Linked DNA regions of Gossypium hirsutum: region 2 is linked to region 1. A link is a contact called in public Hi-C data. All regions are on one chromosome and are shown on one strand. Each heading gives the region's core, a stretch centred on a gene start, on an enhancer-like site or on the middle of the called end of the contact. The rest is flanking DNA. Distances are from core to core; before and after follow the strand shown.

Region 1 (5,503 bases), core at 1,919-4,418:
AATTTCTTATATATTTAATACATGCCATTTATTGAAGAAGGTTGGATGATGAAGCAAAAGAAATTGAACCAAAAAGCCATTATTTTTTGTCCAGCTAAAAGGGATTCAGGTTTTAAAACTAGGATGGTGGGATGAAGGTGTTAAAAATGCATGGGTGCCTCTACATATATTTAAGCATTAATGAAAATTTGTACAATGTAACACGTGCAAAATAAATTATACAATACGATACCTAAAATTTTACTTCATTTACAGACATCGCCCTGTCTCATCTTTTTATAAATATTTGAAAATATATAAAAAGGTTATTATCACCATAAATTACTATACACCTATAACATTGAATATGTAATTTATTTATTTAACAAATAAATCAGAATCATAGAATAACTCGTTATAAGCCATGTTGCCAGATGTGTCAATGGAACACTTGATTGTTTGGCTAAGCTGCACATTTCAGATTCGCAGAAGGCTAGCCACCTCTCATGCCTTGTAGCCGCCGACAAAGAAGGAAGTGAGGACTTGTAACTACTCCTAAGTTAATCTTAGGTTTATTTTCTTTACCAAAGAGAAAAAAAACAAGTGTTACAGGTTGTATTTTTAAAAGAGGATGTAAGTTGGTTGAGATAAATAGACACGAACTTTAAATATAGATCATAAAATAAATTTTAAAAAATATAAAAAAATAAAAAAAATTAATTAATATAATCAAGAGCAGAATTAAAAAATTATTTTAGAGAGATCATAGATAAATCATAAATATTTTGGAGAATCGAAACTACCGTTTGTATGAACCATTGATTATATTATATTTAAACAAACATCACATGAAGTTTGAGATTAAAGAGGAAAACTGAAAATTATGCCATATATCGCTCTTCATATTGTGGGGTGAACCCCGCTGTCAATTTACAGTGCAACATTTCCTTCATTGCCACAAAATCTGGGAGTCATCTGGATCGGTCACGAATCTTCCGGGCAAATCACGGTTTGCAGTGCCCATTAATTTGCCTGTTTCTATCCGTTACCAGTTTCTGATTAAAATATGACGCCCAATTTGAATCCAATTTTTGAAATACTGCTATTTTATAACTTAAATTACTTCAAACAAATCATATCTATTTGTTTCTCCATTTCTTTCTTTTTTTATAATTAAATAATAATTCTGCTCAAACTAATCTGTAAAAACAAATCATGTTTCAGATCCAACCTAAAATCAATTAATTCCACCTACGTCTATTGTTTTTAAAATCACTCAACAATTTTGTTTTTTATCCATAAAATTGCTCAAGAATTGTTTCTAAAATAATTAAATTAATATTTTTAAGAAATATAATAATATATTATTTTTTAAAATAATTAATAATATACTAAAAATTTTATTATGTGTGTGGAAACTATACATTTAAAAGTAGATGTGTGTTTTGAATTAACCGGGAAAAACTATTTTTTTTTAAAGGAAAACAAATAAGTTTTAATTGTGAGTAAAAGAAAATTTAAATAGTTAAATATATTATATTAAGAATATTAAATGCATTTCAATTGTCTATCATAGTCAGTGACAGATCTAGAAATACGACTTGAGGGTAAACTTTAAAAGGTGTTGGTTTTTTTTTTTGATGCAGAATTTAAATTTTTAAGAGATTTAATGTAATGATACTATGTAAATTTCTAAAAAGTTAGGGGGACAATGGCTCTCACCTTCCCCTTATATTCGCTAATGATCATGATATTGTCATTTTTTTTTAGTTGGTACCGATTTGATTTATAATTACAACTTAATCAATAATATTATCAATATAAATAAATTATATAGGTAAAACAATTTGTCTAAAAACATTAAATTGTACAATACTGTTTAAATAAAGAAAATATTTTATAGACACTAATAATACGATTTCAAATATTAATATTTATAACTTTTTTATTACTTTTTTAAATGATAAAAAAGATAAAAATATTATTGTAATAATATAATTAATTTAAATATGTAAAAATATTTTAAAATAGATATTATAGTAGATCTTAAGAAAAAATAATAATAACTAAACACACAAAAAAGAATAGCCATGATAAACTAGAAAAGTTCAGCATTAATGGACAACCAAAATTGCAGACCATGTTTAATTTGGGCAATGTTTGCAACCTAACCACCAAAAGTGTAAATGGCAAGATTTCCATCGTAGTGGTAAAAGTATGATAGAAGTCTCTAGAGTGTATTTTATTTTTTTACTCAAAAAATAAATGAATTAATCTTTATATGTTAAATTAAGAGTAAATTTATTTTTTAAATTAAAATTTTCATCTATTTTTACTGTTAAAAGTCGAAGTAGCCAACAAAATAACTAAATAATTACACGTGGTATGACACATGTATCTTATACTAACGTTTAATGACTAGTTTTTAGCAATTAAAATAGATGAAAATTTTCACAAAAAGACCAATTTAATGTTTAATCTAACGTATAATAATTAATTTACCTATTTTTTAGTAAAATAAACATAATACAATCCACCCCTAATATAAGAACCTTAACGAAACTTTTACCCATTTTAACAAAAAAAATTATCCTCAACTTTAAATACATCAAAATTTATACCACAAAAATAATTACTAGTATTATGTTTAAAACTTATTTAATATCATATTTATAAAAATATAAGAATGATACAAATTGGTATGAATAAAAAAATGGCGTTTGCAGCCCCAAAACGTGGCGGTGTATTTATGGTAACGCCTGGCCTCTGCAACAGTATCGCCAAACACTGGCGTGTAACCAGGATTCGCTTAACCAGACAACCCGACAACCAGACTGGCCTGTAACTGGAACAAATATTTTTCTAAAGTCCACCGACAGTATCCGGTAAAACAATGTAAAATCAAATATTTAAGATTTACCATTTTTTGTTCGAGTGAAAAAGGAAAGAAAATGACTTTGCAAGATGCAGTCAAAAAGAAGTGGTCCCCTGTCAGAGCACTTTATTCCCAACCGCAATCAACGGTTTTCGCCGGAAAAGAAATAAATTAAAATCTTCATTTTTTATTAAAGATTTTTTTTTTGTCTTCATTTGCCTTATGTTTTACCCTTTTAGAAAAGTAAATAATAAATTTGTATTCTAGTATCAGGTTAAGAAAAACCGCAGAGATGTGGACACGTATGGAAGTCAAAGAGGCAGGCCTCTGAAATGACCGGCTAACGGCGGTTCTGTCACGGTATCGGCAGTAGTGCCTAGCCAATTCCGTCACCGGTTGTTGGCGTTAGTTAGGTTTTGATCTCGAGAAAACCCAATTAAACAGTAAACCTCCATAAAAGTCACAGCTACCCTTGTTAAAATAACGCCACGTCATGACTTAGACCCCACCAAGCCATGTTACCACGTTGACGTGGCGAGATGTCATTCGATCGTTTCTTTTTGAAAAGATAAATATTTTGTTTTGTTTTTTCATTACATGATTAGAAGGATTTTTTCATGTGAAGAATAAAATTTTAGTGATTGATTGTGATTTATCACTGTTTGTAGAAATTTATTTTGTTAAAGCTTAATTCAATAATTTATGTTAATTAAAACTTTATTTTAACATTTAGGTTGAGCAATAGGACATGAATTTAGTAACAAATAGGGCTGTAAAATTACAAATATAAATGCACTAAAATAAAAAAGTAGAACTAAAAATTGAGAGTTTATTATATGATCGAATATGATATTATATGATTCAATGATATCAACTTAACATTGAAATGAAAAAAAGAGGGTTAAAATTTATCAATCGTAAATTAAATTTTTTTTTGAATAATTTTGGAAGGGGTGTAACATAATGACTTTTCAGAAAGTAAATTAATCATTTGAATGTGAAGGAAAAGTGCTTAATATCTATTTCTTACTCTTCTTTTTTTTTTTTGAAAAAAATATTATATGTGAGATTTGCACATTTAACCTTTTATACTGTTTAGTAAAATATATATTTCTATGAAATATTTGTTATATTATAAAGGGTAGATGTAAGGAAGATGAAGAGTTATAGCAATCTTTGCTGGGCAAAAATGTGAGGTCCTGATTTTTATTTTACTTTTTGGATAAATGGCAAATATAGAAACAATCATAGTAGTAGGAGATAATAGTTTTGCACATAATACAACCAATTACATGCCTTTTTTTTTTTTTTTTTTGCCATTGAATGGATTAAAAATTATTGTTTCAAACAATTTTATCGATATCATAAAATAAAATTCTTCCTATGCTATCTCGAAAATGTTCCAAGCCTCTCAAGCCGTGAGCACTTGGATATTCTCTTATTAAAGTTTTTAGGGGTCCACTTCGTTAAAAATGGCATTCAAAACCTTTAAGGTATTGTTGCCAATTTTATCCACCTCGGTGGTCCAGATTGTCTCTAGGAGTGCTAACACCATTTACAACAGCTATGCGTGGTGCCCCTCTTGTAAGTATTACTCTCCACACTCTCTCATCAAACCACTTGATAAACCTCCTCATGTGTGTTTTTTACTAAGTATGGTTGGAGCAATAGGGGTCTAGAGTCCAAGCTTTCAATTTCATTTGGTATTTAATTTTAATATAAATTTTTAGCAATAAATTGTCAATTGTAACTAAAAATGTAACTGAAACGGGAAAAGTAAAATAATGAGCACACAAATTGGTTGCATATTTCAAAATCTTTTCTTATATCTAAACAGTCTTATCCAAAAATATTTCACTATAATGCAACAATACAAGATATTATTTAAGCTCTACTCTCTTATTATCTTGTAGTCTCTTTCCTGTACAATTATTTAAGATTCAATCTCTCGCTAAGTATTTTCCTATCAAAAGCTTAATCACAAGGAGTTTATTTACAAAATAATATGCGCTCAAAACAATAGTTGCTAGCTATTTTCTGGTTCCCATAACAATAACCGAGTCTCCAATATAAAGGTGTTATTCGACTTGTTTAATTGAGCCAGTATGATTGCCTTAAAACACTGAAATTGTGCCCCAATTAGATTCTTTATTATGACATGAAATAAAAGGGATATTCTTCACTCTAACACCTTCAAGTGCAGTATCTCTTTAAATAAAGTGAATAATACTTTGACTTCTTTGAATTTTTATTTCTCATTTTTATAATTTTACAATGTTTTATGTGTAACACTCCTAACCCGTATTCGTTGCCGGAATAAGGTTATGAGGTATTACTTGACTGAACAAAACTTCTATAAGGTCAAAGATACTTACCAGACATAAATTATCAACAATGCAAACATGTCTCATTGATTTTCCATAAGAGCTCTTATAAATTTCCAAAATGACTCACTATCAAAACATAACTGAATATCTAATAACAATTTAACTACTATCAAGTTATAACTAAAACATTTCACCACATTAGTTCAATTATAAGGCTTCTCTAAACAAAATGAGCAAGCCATCTTCGCATGGCTATAATGTATACAAAGTCAAAATATCATTCTACCTATAGTCTATCCTATACATGCCTTAAACCATGATG
Region 2 (5,503 bases), core at 1,370-3,869, 280 kb after region 1:
AATATAATAAAAAATGGTTATATTAAAAATTTAAAATAATTAAAAATAAAATAAATATATATATTAATATATAATTCGGGCTGGGCCCGGGCCAAAAAACTCTTACCCGAGGCCCAGCCCGTTTTCTAAACGGGCCTCGTTTTTTTGCCCAAGCCCATTTTTCGGGCCTATATTTTTACCCAAACCCTCCCATTTTTCGGGTGGGCCTTCGGGCCGGGCCGGGCTGTCCAGCCCATGATCAGCTCTAATGAGCTTACTAAGCACAAAGTGCTTACCTTGTTTCATTTTCCCCTGTTTTGTAGTGTTAAGAGCTCGAAGGTCGGATTTGGTCGGAGATACATTACACTATCAACCTTAGGATTTTGGTATATAAAGAAACTTTATTTTGGAAATCAATGGCATGTATAAGCTAATAAAGTAAATGTTAACGTGAAATGAATATAAAGTTAGCCATTAGTATGGTTAACAAACCTGGTTTTGGGTATGTGATGACGTTATCTTATAAATATGCATGAATTTATCTTGAAAATATGTTGAATTGGTTTGGTTGAAGTGGATTGGTCTCGATTTAATATTGCAGAGAAGGTTAGATATTTATAAAGGGGCTATATTGAATATAAAAAAAAAATCATAAACTCCGGTAATACCTCGTACCCTATTTTGGCAATGGATACGGGTAGGGGGTATTACAGTTCTGGTCACCCAACTTTAAAAAAAAAATCAATTTAGGCACTAATGTTTGAACCTGTTCCTATTTTGGTTACTTGCCATTAAATTGATAACGAAAAGTTTTTTTAACTGGTATAATAACACATTTAGTCCTCATCAATATTATATATTTTTATCAATTTGATCTTAATTCTAAATATTTCAATAAATTTAACCCTTCATATTTACAAATTTTATCAATTTGATCCTCAAACTTCTTAACTAAAATTTTTAGCTTTTAAAATAGAGGCATTCCACATCTATTAATTGTTTTATCTATGGTTGAAATTATCTAAATCGATACATATCCCTTTTTGTTTATATTTTTAAGAAGTTGGTGTTAGAAATTAACTAAACACCATTAAAAATAATAGAAAATACAAATATTAAAAATATAATATATAATAAATTTATATAAATAGTTAAATACTTTTGAAAAATAAGTTTTGACTTTGACTAGCATAATTTTAGTTTTAAATTAATTTGGTATATGATTTGACACTAAATCATATTACTATTAGTGATACATGTTGCTTATTTTAGATTTAAAAATTAAAAATAAATAGAACACATAATAATCTCATAATCAGTTTATAACATTAAAAAAAATTATTATCAATATAATAAAAAGAAATTTAATTAATTCTTTCACATTTTTTTCTTATGAAATATTAAATGTTCATAAATTTTTTTATGCAATTATTGATTGAGCAATTAGATTTTTCAAAGTTATATTTTTTAACTCTAGATTTAATTTTCAATTTCAAAAACCAACTTCGAGGATTATTTCTATATATCTTAAAGGAAATATAATACTGTTAACAATAATAGTAAATCTAAAGTGGCTTTTTTAACGGTTTTTCTATTTTCTTTAGCCAAAATTTTATTGGTTAAAGGGTTATAAAATATTATCTTTAGAAGAAAACTAATGTAAAAAAAAAAGAAAAGAAAAGAATTTAATATAAACTTATTGGTATCAAGAATTGACTTGGAAAACGACTTGTTAGTACTTAGTGGAGAGAAGGTTTATTTATTTATTTATTTATTATATATATAATCTTTTCGGGTTTTGTGATTTTATAGATGTGGAATGACTTTGTTTTAAAATATAAAAACTTTGGTTAGGAAGTTTGAGGATCAAATTGATAGAATTTGTAAATGTGAAGGGTTAAATTTATTAAATTATTTAGAATTAGGATAAATTGATAGAATATGTAAGTATAGAGTACTAAATGTATCATTATACCAATTAAAAAATCTTTTTTATTATCAATTTACAGCATGTGATAAAAACAATAATGAGTTCAAACGTTAATGCTTAAATTGAAAAATTTTAAAGTTAGATGATCAAAACAAAAATATATGCATAGTTCAGTAACTATTTGTGTAGTTTACCTTAAAATTTTTAACATGAAGGATTAATTTACTCTTTAATTTAATGTATAAAAATTAATTCACCTATTTTTTAAAGTAGATAACGTCATCACATTTTCATATTCAGGTAACCGATTTAAAACTAGATAATAGATATAACACCTCTTTTTTGTCTAGTAGTGAAAATATTTATACTATGGCAATATCCATGGGTCAAGCCAATTTGTGCATATCATTTTCGTCTCTTATTTCACATTTTCTTCTTAATTTAAAGAGTTTTTCTTTTAATAATTATTGGAAATTATGATTTTTAATTTTAATTAATTATTAATATATTATATAAAACAAAATAGTGCGAAAGATAAAGACCAATTTATTTAAAATAAAAGAATAGAGACCAAATCAAATAAAAGTGTAAAAATTGGAGGGCTAAAGTTAGAGTATTATACCAAAATAAGGATTTAACAGCTAGCGTAATAAAGGGACTTCTATGTAAGTTTTACCCAAAAAACTTGTAGTGCGCCATATTTGGTTTCGAGTTTGGGCTAAGTACAACCTACTCAAGTATTTAGCCTCAGTAGGGCACCAAAATAAGGACAAATTCCTGAGAGTCTTTTCCTTTTCTGCTTCTTCTTCACGACGCTTTATATCCCTTTTTCTTTGTTTTGTTTTCAATTTCACAAATAATGGCTATTAAGAATGAAATTATTACTTCGACAGATTTGGGTGACAACGAAATTGGGAATATCAGCACTTGGAGCATTCCCAAAATGATTTCTCTTGTAAAATCCACTTTTCGTTCCAACGATTTCGCCATGGTAGAAAAGGAATTTTTGGCGAGAGAGCAGAAATCAAAGCTGGAAATCGAGTCACTGAAACATGCAAAGGATTCATTTTCCTACAAATTCGAAGAAGAGAGGTTGGAAAAAATGGGTTTTGCGGATGATCTGAGGAAATGCAAGAAAGAATTGGAGGACATGAGGGGTGAGGTTTCGAAGTTGCGGGAAGAAAATATGGTTTTGAGGGAAAGAGGAAAGTCTGCTGAGGAAAGGTGTAATAGATTGTCGGAGGAAGTGAAGGGTATGTATGAGAAACAACACGAAATTATAAATTTGAGAAGCAAGAATTGCGAGCTTGAAAATGAGAAAGCCAAAGCTGAATCTGAGTTGGAAATACTGAGGAAGAGATTCGAGGAGTTGGATAAGAGGGTTTTATGTTTAGAGACTGGTTTTAATACTCTACAAGATGAAGATGATTCCAAGAACAACAATAGGATTGGGGGAGAAATTGGGGTTTCCGAAAATGGGAGGCTAAAACCTATTGAAGCTAACGTTTATTCACCAAATGCTGGTAAAAATTCAACATTCCTGAACCTTTTTTTATTTTGTTTTCGTGTTTATATTGTTGTTTGGTTGGTTAAATTCATGCTAGAGTTGATATTCAAGATTGCTATGCATATGAAGGTTTCAGTATCATTTCAGGTTAAGGACTGATGGTGATATTTTTTAGGGTCGGATCCTCAACAAGTCCCAGCGCCTTTTTATTTTTTTTTTAGGGTTGGATTCTCAAAAGGTCTAGTATTCTGTCTCGGGGTTCTATGCTCCGTTTTAGCGTCGAGCTTTTGCCCTGTCCATGAACGGGGCATGGAGACGCCACATGCTGGTGCCAGGAGTCGCAAACAGTGCCAGGAGAAACTTGAGAGTTTTATGGTGTGGTTTGAATTCATTCCCTATCGCATATAGGCATTTATGGGTAAGATGAGTACCACTGGGACAAAATTTTGGGGTTAAAATGGAGTATAGGCGCTCCAAGAATATAATACCGGACTTGTTGAGGGTCCAACCCTCAATAATGCTCTGTATCAAATAATAAATACTGATACTTGTATAGCAGGATAAGCAATTTGCTCTAAAGGTTATGTTCTATTGCAGGAAATTCAAAACATTTAGCCTTTTTTTTTTTCGTACCAATGTGTACTTCATTCACCATGCTTCATGAGAAAATTAGTTCTGCATGTATAGATCATAGAATGTATATACAACTAGCTGGAGTTTGATTCGGGTGTCGAAAAATCGAAATACATATTCTAAGTGCTTATGCTAAATGTATATCTATGAGCAATACTTACCTGTTGTGGAACTTGTAAAGTGTTTTCCCCCTTTAATATCTTCCGGTTTAACTTATTCTTCCTGAAATCTTGCGTGCCAGGGAGTTGGAGACCTCCATCTCAAAACGTTGTTGAGATTGTTGATATCGATAGTGATGATGATTGTGCACCAGTAGAAAATCCGAGTGTGGAAACTGTGACTCCAACTCTCAAAAGAAAACAAACTTCAACTACAGATGTAGGTGAGGGTGAAAATGGTAATAACGATGCATTATCTGAGAAGTTAAGGATGAGGAAACGTCAAGAGCCTATTTGCAGGCCTAATGGTTGTCCTGTTAATCATTGCTCAACGACAACAATTGTTTCTGATATCAATGAGGTTAACAGAGGCTCTGCCACACCAAGGGAAGATGTTATGGATTCAGTACAGCCTGAACATCGAACGGAGTCTGAGCATAGGTCTGGGGATCTTATCAATGGCTTTCCTTTGGCTGGGCTTTGTTTCTCCGAGGAAAGTTCTGTTTCCTCTGATACTGACTCTGATGATGACAGTGATGGATTTATTTCCATCAACCATTCTCTGCCTGCACCAGAGGTTCAGAAGGGAAACAAAAATTAGCCATTGGAAATGGATGGCTACTTTCTGTTTTTAGATATGAGAACCAAACAAGAAGTTTGTCACATTGTGCCAATTGACAATTTATCTCCGGTGCACACAGGTATTGCTACAGAAGCTATTCCAATATCTCCTCTGCCCTTTCTTCTTTATGTTCATTTTAGTAAAGGTGATGATGAGATAGTTTCGCTTGATGGCTTGAATATGGGTTCTCATTGAAACTAGTTACATGCATAAGAACCATTATAAAGAAAGAAAGAGAGATGTAGAGTGGAGTAGAGGTTGATTCTTGATTTTTTCTAACATTAAGTTTGATGATCCATGTATAGATTTGAACCTTTGTACTCTTCTTTATGATAGCATGACATAATATTTCCTTTTGGCATGAAATGTAACATCAAATCTGTTTGCTTTCCTTAAACTTTTGCTGCTATAACTTCTCAATCCCATGGACATCAGCTCCAGGGATATTACTCTGGCCATGGCGGATACACAGTATGGAAGATCTTGATCATTATATCGAACTAGCTATTCAATACTGCAAGAAATTTTTTAAGATATGACTAAAGAAAGGATACTTTATTTTTATAATTGTGGCATGACCAAACCAATATTTGTTGTTTTGACACTAGCAACATTGTTGTTTAGCTTTTGTTTCTGCTTATGTATATATGCGTGCCTTATCTTTCACATATATA

Evidence for each region. A called contact is a pair of places that touch in the nucleus more often than the background predicts.
Region 2: a Hi-C map of leaf shows a contact between it and region 1, with 2.3 times the contacts expected there. The contact joins the promoter of LOC107952066 here to the enhancer-like site in region 1. A contact is called at or near these places in 3 of 34 Hi-C or Micro-C datasets (callus and leaf).

What each region holds. Positions count from the first base shown.
Region 1 is chrA02:46,999,048-47,004,550 of Gossypium_hirsutum_v2.1, forward strand. No RefSeq gene overlaps it. Among protein-coding and RNA genes, the nearest start is that of LOC107952074, 4.0 kb to the left of the region's middle. Within about 2 kb of position 3,169, at least 2 of the 9 cell types and tissues checked have an H3K27ac peak or open chromatin away from gene starts, as enhancers often do. A contact at or near this core is called in leaf, where this site is marked.
Region 2 is chrA02:47,277,457-47,282,959 of Gossypium_hirsutum_v2.1, forward strand. It overlaps LOC107952066, which reads left to right and starts at 2,620. Exons shown (of 2, transcript XM_016887308.2): 1 at 2,620-3,432; 2 at 4,291-5,195. The coding sequence starts at 2,769. The coding sequence ends at 4,808.